Regions from separate parts of the Oryctolagus cuniculus genome. Here region 2 is linked to region 1. Evidence: chromatin contacts called from public Hi-C data. All regions are on one chromosome and are shown on one strand. The core of a region is the stretch at or near the end of the contact, and the rest is flanking DNA. Distances in the headings are between cores, read along the strand shown.

The links. A called contact is a pair of places that touch in the nucleus more often than the background predicts.
Region 2: a contact with region 1 is called in a Hi-C map of embryonic fibroblasts, with 3 times the contacts expected there. The contact joins the promoter of GPC6 here to the enhancer-like site in region 1. A contact is called at or near these places in 2 of 6 Hi-C or Micro-C datasets (embryonic fibroblasts and skin fibroblasts).

What each region holds. Positions count from the first base shown.
Region 1 is chr9:18,081,456-18,086,030 of mOryCun1.1, reverse strand. The region is part of intron 6 of GPC6 (glypican 6); the gene reads left to right. Among named protein-coding and RNA genes, the nearest start is that of DCT, 160 kb to the right of the region's middle. Within about 2 kb of position 2,205, at least 2 of the 8 cell types and tissues checked have an H3K27ac peak or open chromatin away from gene starts, as enhancers often do.
Region 2 is chr9:19,197,424-19,201,896 of mOryCun1.1, reverse strand. It overlaps GPC6 (glypican 6), which reads left to right and starts at 2,050. Exons shown (of 9, transcript XM_002713000.5): 1 at 2,050-2,824. The coding sequence starts at 2,665.

The DNA of each region.
Region 1 (4,575 bases), core at 956-3,455:
TCACTCCAGGATCATCCGCTTATAGGGCAGGCCGAGTAAAGGTCATTTTGGTTTTTATTGATTCTATGGCTCTGGCATTACTCATAAGGATTTACAGTATTTAACCCACCAGGAGAAGCCGTGAACTAGAAATGCTTCCTGCGTGCCAGTGAGCCCACCATTTTCTAAGTGACACCAGCTCTGGGGTCCACTTCGCAATTGTCTCTAATGCAAGCCTGCACCTCTGCCTCTGCACAGAGGATGCAGCCTCTCGCTTCCTGGAACTGGTCTCTCCTTTGGCACAGGCTGTTTAGCTTACTAAGTGGCCTCATCCAGATACAGGGAGATATGAAAAACCCAGTTAGCACCGTTCATTTTATCTGTCAGCATCCACCATGAGCAAAACCGGGAGTGAGAAAATCAAAGTTGAAGAGCATGAAATGGGGAAAATAGAAAATTAAGGGTAGGATTTGATGACTTGTGAAGTGTTCTCACATGTGTTACAGGGGGCCTGAGACACACCAGAGACCCAGGCTAGAGACTTGTGTTTGTTGAGGAGTTAGTGAACGAAGAAACTTCACGAGCTGTTTTCAAATAAAGCATTATATCATTATTATTTTAACTGAAAAGTGTTCACCCTCAGGAGGGAATTATGGGTGTTCTAAATGCATGGTTAGTGTTCACTGGCCGTGTTCTTTCAACCAGCCGTATGTGAACCCTAGACTACAATGGGCCCTGAGGAAAAGGGGAAAGAAATCAACAATATTGATCCTGTCTTTATTTAAAATCTTCATAATTTATTCATTACAAAGTCTTTGCATTTGTTTTGAATATTTTTAAAAGATTGCATTAAAACATTATTCATCCTGCTTGATTGCTAAGTTTGTGGGCATCCCCACTGGAAATTTTACACCGCTGCAGAAGCCTCACTGGCCTCTTTTTAAAACAATCTTAAAGCATGTTTTGTTAAGAGGAGAATGTGAACATCCAGGTTTTAATTAACAGAGAATTTTGCAGGAAGCTTCCCTCGGAAGCAGGAGAGCAGTCTCTCACAGGAGCTGAAATCAGCGAGCCTCTCCAGGAGCAGTCCAGGCAGCACGAGGGGCGCGGTTTCCAGTCCACAGACTTCCCCTGGCCCGGAATGTCGGGATTTAAAAGTTTGCTGCGCTCATTAACGCCGGCTTGCCAGTTGCTGCACACAAGACCATTTCAAAACTTCACGACTCTGATGCTGTAATTATGCTCTTCGTGCCTGTTCATTGCCTCCGAGTAAGTCGAGGCCGTGTCTGCAGAGACCATCAGAGCAACGAACTGAATCCCTTCCCAGGAATATCTCCAGCCCTCACTACAGAGCACTTATTGTTTGTGCATTATTTTTTAGCATGAGGTCATTTACACAGCCTACAACTGCTACTTAACCCTTTACTTGTCTACACGCTCAGTAACTAGTATGCAACTGCACCTCCCTAAGAATAGCAATTAGGCTTTGCAAAGATCCCATATAGGAGATGTAACTTGTCTATATTTAATATATTCTGAACTAATCCATGAACTAACTGCAAATCCCTGTGCTTTAGCTTTTCCCTTTGTTGAATTAAATTTGGTCCAGTTTTATCCTAAGCTCTCAAAACATTGTAGGGAATTTCCTTTTTTGGAAAAATATGAGCTTCTAGCAGTCAAAGAGGGTTGGGATATAAAAATAAAATATTCTGAAATTAGCACTAGTATTATTACATTTATAAAGCAAATATATTAACCGATCTATATTTATAGAATCTCTAACATTTGAAGTGGATAATAAAATCCACCATTTTTCAACTTAGAACCTGTCAGGGAAAAGCACTTAGTAAAATTAATCCAAATCCGTCATCCTGTAACATCTGAGAAGAAACCTGCAGGTGAATCTTTTCCATCTTCACCGAGCACCAAAAAGACTCTCTGTCCTAATAACATCTAATACAGGGCTGTACTCCCTACTTAAAGAGAACAGAGATCAAAAAATTTGATTTTACGTGGGGAAAAAAGAAGTCACACTTGCTTTGCAAAAGAATTTAATTTAAATAGCAAGCTCCCTCTGAGTTCTTAAAATATGATTCAATTTACCGAAACGCTACTGGTGCATAGCAGAGAACATCCTGTTCAGCTCCTTTTATTTAGGGCTCTGCAGCTTTGCACTCAGAGAGAACATGCCCATTGCAAAGGTACTGTCTTTCTCCAGAAGGGACATAGTGCCCTCTATGTGCTTCATGGGAAACACACGTGTCCAAGTTTGCTGGAATCTTATGCACAGCTTATGCACAGAGCAAGAGGTGCTGTCTAGAGAAGCCTTCTCACTACCCAGACAGCAACCACCTCTCTGGACTGGATCCCCCACAGAGTGTGACAGCTTGTGATTGTTATTATTATTTTACTAAAATAATACTTTCATTGCCTGGGGCTTCTGTAACTGAGTACTGAAAATTGGATAGCTTAATCCAACAGAAATGTACTGCCTCGCAGGTCTGAAGACTGCAAGTGCAAAATCAATGAATCAGCGGAGCAGAGCTCTCTCCGAAGGCTTTGGGAGGGAATTTGTCTCTTGCCTTCTCTTAGCTTCTGCTGCTTCCAGCAATCCTTGGCTGCTCTTGGCTTGCGGCAGCAGCACTTCAGTCTCTGCCTCCATCATCACAGGGCCTTTTCCCTGCGGGTTTGTATCTGTGTCTCTTCTCCTTAGAGACATCAGTCACACTGGGTGAAGGACCCACTCTAAGACACGATGCAATCCATACAGCATGTATCAACGTGCAAATTGTGGAGCAGGGGCAGGTGCAAGTCTTTATCTCATCATACACTCCGTGTTGCAGTAGGTAGGATTTCTCTGATAAAAGCCAGTATCTGGCTTTGCGATATCCCACTCATGTGAATTAATGTACTAAAACTTCAACTTCACTTCTAAAAAGAACAGCACAATAAATAAGTCAACCATAGACCCAGGAGGCAGGACAGAGGTAGAGAGGGTAAGTATGGACTGGAGAGCATAAAGGTGGGAAGAGTAGATTGAGGATGAAAACAAAAATGAAGAAAGCTGACCTTGCAAGTAGGAAACAGGAAACATCAATGGTCCTAGAAGGACTGTGAACTTCGTCTTCTGATGCTTAACATCCTAAACTTCCATCCGTCTTGTTATTTCTCATGTCAGCTTCTTTAGCGTACTACTGACAACAGTGAGCCAAAAGAAGCCTACCAAGCATGTTTTTCCAACTGCTCCCTCTTGAATGCCCCATCTACTGAGATTTCACTTGTTCATGTAGTAAACAAGGAATTCAGAGTTGATGCCTTTGTTGAGTACATTAGCGGCATCACTGGAAGAGTTGCAAACACTGCTTTGTCAGCCTTTGTGTCACTCAGACTGCCTCATGATCTACACACACACGCACACACACACACACGCCTCTGTCTTTGGATTTGGAATAAATTAAATGATAAAGGCCAAAGCCTCTAAAACTGCATGTAGGAAAGCTCAAAATTAAACAGTTGTCTGGAAAGTTCCCCTAGTTTTCCAATGTAACTTTTCGGTATTACATGCTTTGATGGAGTATGACATTCGTGACAGGTATTTTTGGGCAACATAATCTGCCTTCAGAAGTGATCCAGCTAAATATCATGCCTAATGATTTCATACTAAAATACAAAATTAAATTTTCTTTTGAGGTATCAACCAATCCACTAATTTTAAAAATAGCTTTATAGACACAAATTGACTTGACATAATTTAATAAAAATGTAAGAGTAACTTGAGAATATAAATAAGGCACTTGGAAAGGACAGTGGTTCTGCTTTGCCCTCTTATTGTCTTTACTATCTATGACTTGTTCATAAGTGATGAAAAAGCACCTTGTTATCAAACTTTTATGAACATATTTGGATAGGGACCACATATGTAACAAAATAAATCCAAACAAACACTGCAATGGAAATATAACATAGCATTATATTGAGAAAGTTGATCAAGCTACTTCCTTGTATAACAACCATATCTCGGGCAGTTTGGGAAAAATTAATGGAGCCTATTAAGTGGGTTCAGTTGTTCAACAAAGAGGGAAGGTAACCACCTTGTGAGAGGCGAGTATTTGGAAAGCAGCAGACATCATGGATCTCCCATAGTCTCAAGTCTGTTGTAGATCTAGGCACCTGTTCATCTAATGCCACCCTTTTCTAGATGCCATCAAAGCTATTAAAAACAGCATAGAATTAGGCGTTGTCCTAATTTCCAGCTTTCCCTGCCTCGCTGGTTGGTTGAATGGATTTATTTTACTCTGCAAGAGTCTTGGGACTCTCCCACACTTCTCCCAAAATGGTCTCCCCGCAGGAGCACAGTAGTAGCACTGACCTTGATCCCCTTCAGCTGTTCCCACTCCATGCCCCTGCACAGTGAACTCCATCACACAAATCTTTCACTGAACCAGTGTCAGCTAGGCCAGGCCTTCCCCAGGTCAGCTAAGGACCTTGTTAAAATGCAAGTTCTAACTCGGGAGACCTGTTTTGGACATAGAGATTTTGCATTTCTGATAAGCTCCCCAAGGATGTCCAGGCTCTGGTTTCCCCTGAATGACAACG
Region 2 (4,473 bases), core at 801-3,300, 1.1 Mb before region 1:
CATTCCAACACATTGTCTAGGCGCCTGCTCTTGCCCTTAGCTGGAATGTTTGACCTTGTCTCTTCAAACAGTGCTACATTACCCAACAAGTGGAATGAGTTGGAGTAAAACAGTTACCTAATTCTTTGGTCTGACTAAAGTTCACACACCTACCCTAAGCTGTTTGAACCCCCAATGGGATTAAACAAATCTTTGTGCTTGATTGAATTAGTGATTCTTTGCATATGCTAGCCTTGCCACAAATCCTGAGGTCCTATATAAGTATAGGAAGCCTGTATAATACTCTACTACTCTATAACTGTATTGAATATATATTAAATATGTAATGATTAGTTGAATTTCAGATAATTTTAAGCCACATACATCATACTTTTACTGGTTCTCCTTCCACCTCAGATACCCTTTTTATTGAATAATCTGCTATATGCTGCCAAGTCATGTTGAATTGCAATGAGTCCTGGTATGAGAAAAAGGATAGAATATGTGGGTATCACTCACTTTCTCTGGACTGTGTGATACCTCCTACTGACTGATAGAAACAAGTTTGGAAGCCTTGTTGTCAAATATCAAAATGTCGTGCCTTCACTACACCAAGTCCTGATCCTTTTTCTACGAAGATTACATTTTTGTTATCTTAATTTTGGACTCTGAGGAAAGTAAGTTCAGTGGTTTAAGAAAGACCTGCCTATTAGAACAAATATCAAGAGGGCAAAAGTGATGCTTAAACTAGAAGTTTTGTTTATAGGAAGAAATGTTTAGGTCTCCAGTTTCACTCTGAGTTATGGCACTGGAAGGAAAAAAAACTACCCTGTAAATATGAGAGCATTTTTACAGCATTTCTAAGCTTCACTGAGGCTGGATATTGAACTTGGGAGTTTCTGGTGAGCAGAAGAGGATGGAGTGATTAAAGAAGAGATACCTAACAGCTTATAATGAAGATCCCTGCGATGGTAGTGACCACTAGAGTGTTTCAAATGTCAGGAGTCTTTCTTATTAATAGCACTATCAGAAAAGCATCTTCATGTGTCAGCTTACAGGAGAGTGCCACACACTGGGTGGTGTTCTACAGTAACTTCTGAATAATATGTTGACCTAATATACATATGGACATAAAAGTCAGTAATTATTAGTAGCATTAATTTTGACTTGGTTTCAAATAAACCACCTTAGTAGTTGCAGGGTTCAACATCTCTTTCTGCTCTTCAAGTTATTCCAGTGTGCCCACAGGCATAAGAAAATTAATGGAAATTAGTCAAGCCCAGCCCCAATTAACACTACTCTCCCATGTCAAAGAACCTCAGTGTGAATGAGAAGATGGGAAGAAGGAAATGGTTTGATTCCCTGATTGGAAGAAAATATTTTCTGATACCTGCCAGCATCTAGTGGGAGAGAAGACATCCTTTCTCCCCAGTGTCTCCTTCCATGTACCCCTTCTCTTGTCCTCTCATTGCACCTGCGTACTGCTGCTGCTTTGCTTTCCTGTTCACACCCTAAGCAAAATGATTTCTAAGCCAAGATTTTGGAGTATTTGAAGTGAAAGGGAGTGGAAGTGTTGAATTGAGAATAGGGGAATAAAAGAAAAACCTTATGGTCTCTAATGTGTACAAACTATCTGAATTGAAAAAATACATAAATCTAAACAGGAGTTGGACAATTAGGGCGCTGGTTGTTCTCTGCTGTCTAAGACCCGTGGTCTCCCTTGATTTTTAGTCTGGCTTTGTATTCCAGTAGGTCAAGAGCAACAATTGGAATTGCGTCGTCCTTAGCTGCCACAAAAATACAGTTCAACAGCATACGTTAATGACTTGGAGATACTTTGCCTTTCTAGACTGCGTGTTTACAGCCTTAAAGGTGGCATTTTGGATCCTTATAAAGGAAGGGAAGTGAATGAGAAAACCGGAACGTTTCCCTTTTTCCCCCCTCCTAGGGTACAAGGATCCAGTCCAGGTTTTGCCTCCGACTCGGCCTCTGAATTTCGGCTGTGCAATGTGTAGCACGTTTCTCTCTCCCCTCCTTTCTCCTTCCCTCCTGCCTCCTGTGTCTGTCTCCGGGATTTCTCTCTTCCTATTTCAGAAGCACTCTCACAGGCTCCCTCAGTCTGTGTGAGGCTGAGGTTTCCCCTGGATCCCGTACATCCCCAACACATACCTCCACTCGCATCCATCCCGGAGACACGCGCGCGCGCGCGCGCGCACACACACACACACACACACACACACACGCCTGCCCGTGCGCCTCCCTCCCGGAGGGCCGGCGCGCGTTCCCACCTTCACTGCACACTCCGCCAGCCCTGCTCCCAGAGCTCCCGGATTCTCGGAACTCGGATCGCAGCTCCGAACCCCAGTGGTGGATTTTTATAAACGTTTCTCCCTCCCCCTCCCCCCCTTTTTTTATTGCACCCATTCTGGTCTGGGGGGCTACCGGAACAAGGCGGCTGCTCCCCCAGCCAGCCCTGGTTGGCTTGCCATCCTCCATCAGGCTTATAAAAGTTTGCTGAGCGCAGTCCAGAGGGCTGCGCTGCTCGTCCCCTCGGCCGGCGGAAGGGGGTGACGCTGGGCAGCGGCAAGGAGCGCGCTGCTGGCTCTGGCGGGCTTTCGGCTGGAGGGGCGAGGTGAAGAGCGCACGGGCCTTGGGCTTTGCGGAGCTGGATTTGCATGTTGCACCATGCCGTCTTGCATCGGAGCTGTGATCCTTCCCCTGTCGGGGCTGCTGCTGTCCCTCCCAGCCGGGGCGGATGTGAAGGCTCGGAGCTGCAGCGAGGTCCGCCAGGCGTACGGTGCCAAGGGATTCAGTCTGGCGGACACCCCCTACCAGGAGATCGCAGGTAAGCGCGGCCTGAGCCGGCTGCAGCCCAGGGCGACCACAAGTCCTCCTGCCTGGCTGCCGGGCGCCCTGTTGCTGAGTTGGTGCTCACTTTCCGCGAGGGCTCTCTGGGGACCCCGCGCTAGGCGCTGGATGCTCTGGAGGCTTCTCCGGCAGGGGAAGGTGTGCGTCTCGGCCGCCTCATTGTGCGCGCACGCGGGAGCACCCTCTGTGCCTCCTCGCTGCGCCCTTCTGCCTCTCTTGTGGGTCCTAGCCGGGGAGCCCGGGAGCCGCTCGGGTGGCTGCGGGGTGAAGGCAGATCGCCGAGCAGGGCGCCCACCCTGCGCTTCTCGCTCGGGCAAACTTGTAAGAACTGCGACCGCAGTTTGCCTAGCGCCACAGTCTGAGCGGCGCCTTCTCCGCGCCCGCCCTCGCGCCGGCGGGGGCAGTGGAGAGACGCGGAGGGCTCCCCCAGCCCGGGCTCCACTCTCCGTGTCCTTTGGCGAGGCAGGGCGCACCACGCTGGGACTGGGAGCAGGCTGAGCCCAGGGACCTGGCCAGAGCTCCTGCCTCCCGGCTTTTTTGGGTGGGTAGGGTAGAGGGGATCGTTTCAAACACTGCTGGTTTCAGATTTGGGGCCGGCTTTCCCCTCTTGTTTCCTCCCCAACTCGGTTGGTCACTGGTGGTGCTGGAGACATCCCCGGCGCTACGCCGGGTCCTGAGCGCTGCCTCCCTTGCCCGCAGGCTCCAGATGCTGAGCCAACTCCAGAGGGTGGCTCGGTGGGGATTCGGCCAGGGGGGGTTCTCCTGCATGCCCCTGGCGTTCTCCACTGAGAGTCCCCACCCACCCACCCCTTTCTCGCGCCAGTGCGTGTCTTGCTGCGTCTCCAACTTGCACAGCAGCCCGGGTGCGTGTTTTCCGGCTCTTAGCTCCAACCGACTCCGAGCTGCTCTGGGGCTCTGAATGAAACGTGTCGGGCAGAGATAAGCCTTTGGCTTCGAGAGAGCAGAACTGAGCGAGGCCGGGAGATGCTGCGAGTGCGCGGGCTGCTCAAACCCGGTGGATGAAGTCCTCAGTGACCTCGGGTCCGAAAGGCGAAGCGCTGTTTCCGTCAGCCTATCTCTGTTTTGCCGGAGAACCGGGCCAGGGATCAAAAGGCGTTTTGTAGATCCCTGAAAACCTCCCAGCTCTGATACATTGTGGAGCCGCTACTTTTTATCCTGCTGGGTCTCTAAGTGCTAGAAATGAGAGTTTTTCCTTAGACTGAAATGAACACATTTACATAAGTTTGGGCATTGCCCCATAAAGCATGCAAAGATGACGCCAGCAGCGCTGTACGGATGGGGGAGCCTTTTCCATTCAGAGCCAGATATCCCCTTCCCTCGGAGGGAGGAGAGGCAAAGCCTGCGTTGAATTACTAGAGGGCTTTACAATCCCCACCGTGTCTTCGCCCCTTTGCGGAACTCCTTAATTTGTTAATCAATGCACACAGAACCGCTGCCCGCTCTGCTCCTTAACTCTCTCCACCCCCTTTCCCTTTTGCCTGCTGTCATTTCATTCTTTTTAATTAATTGATAAGGATCAGCTTGGCTTTTTTTCCCCCCTCCTTTCCCAAATCTCAGGGATTGAACTTTTCAGAGGTTTGCAGTGTGGTTCACTTTTCTAGGAAC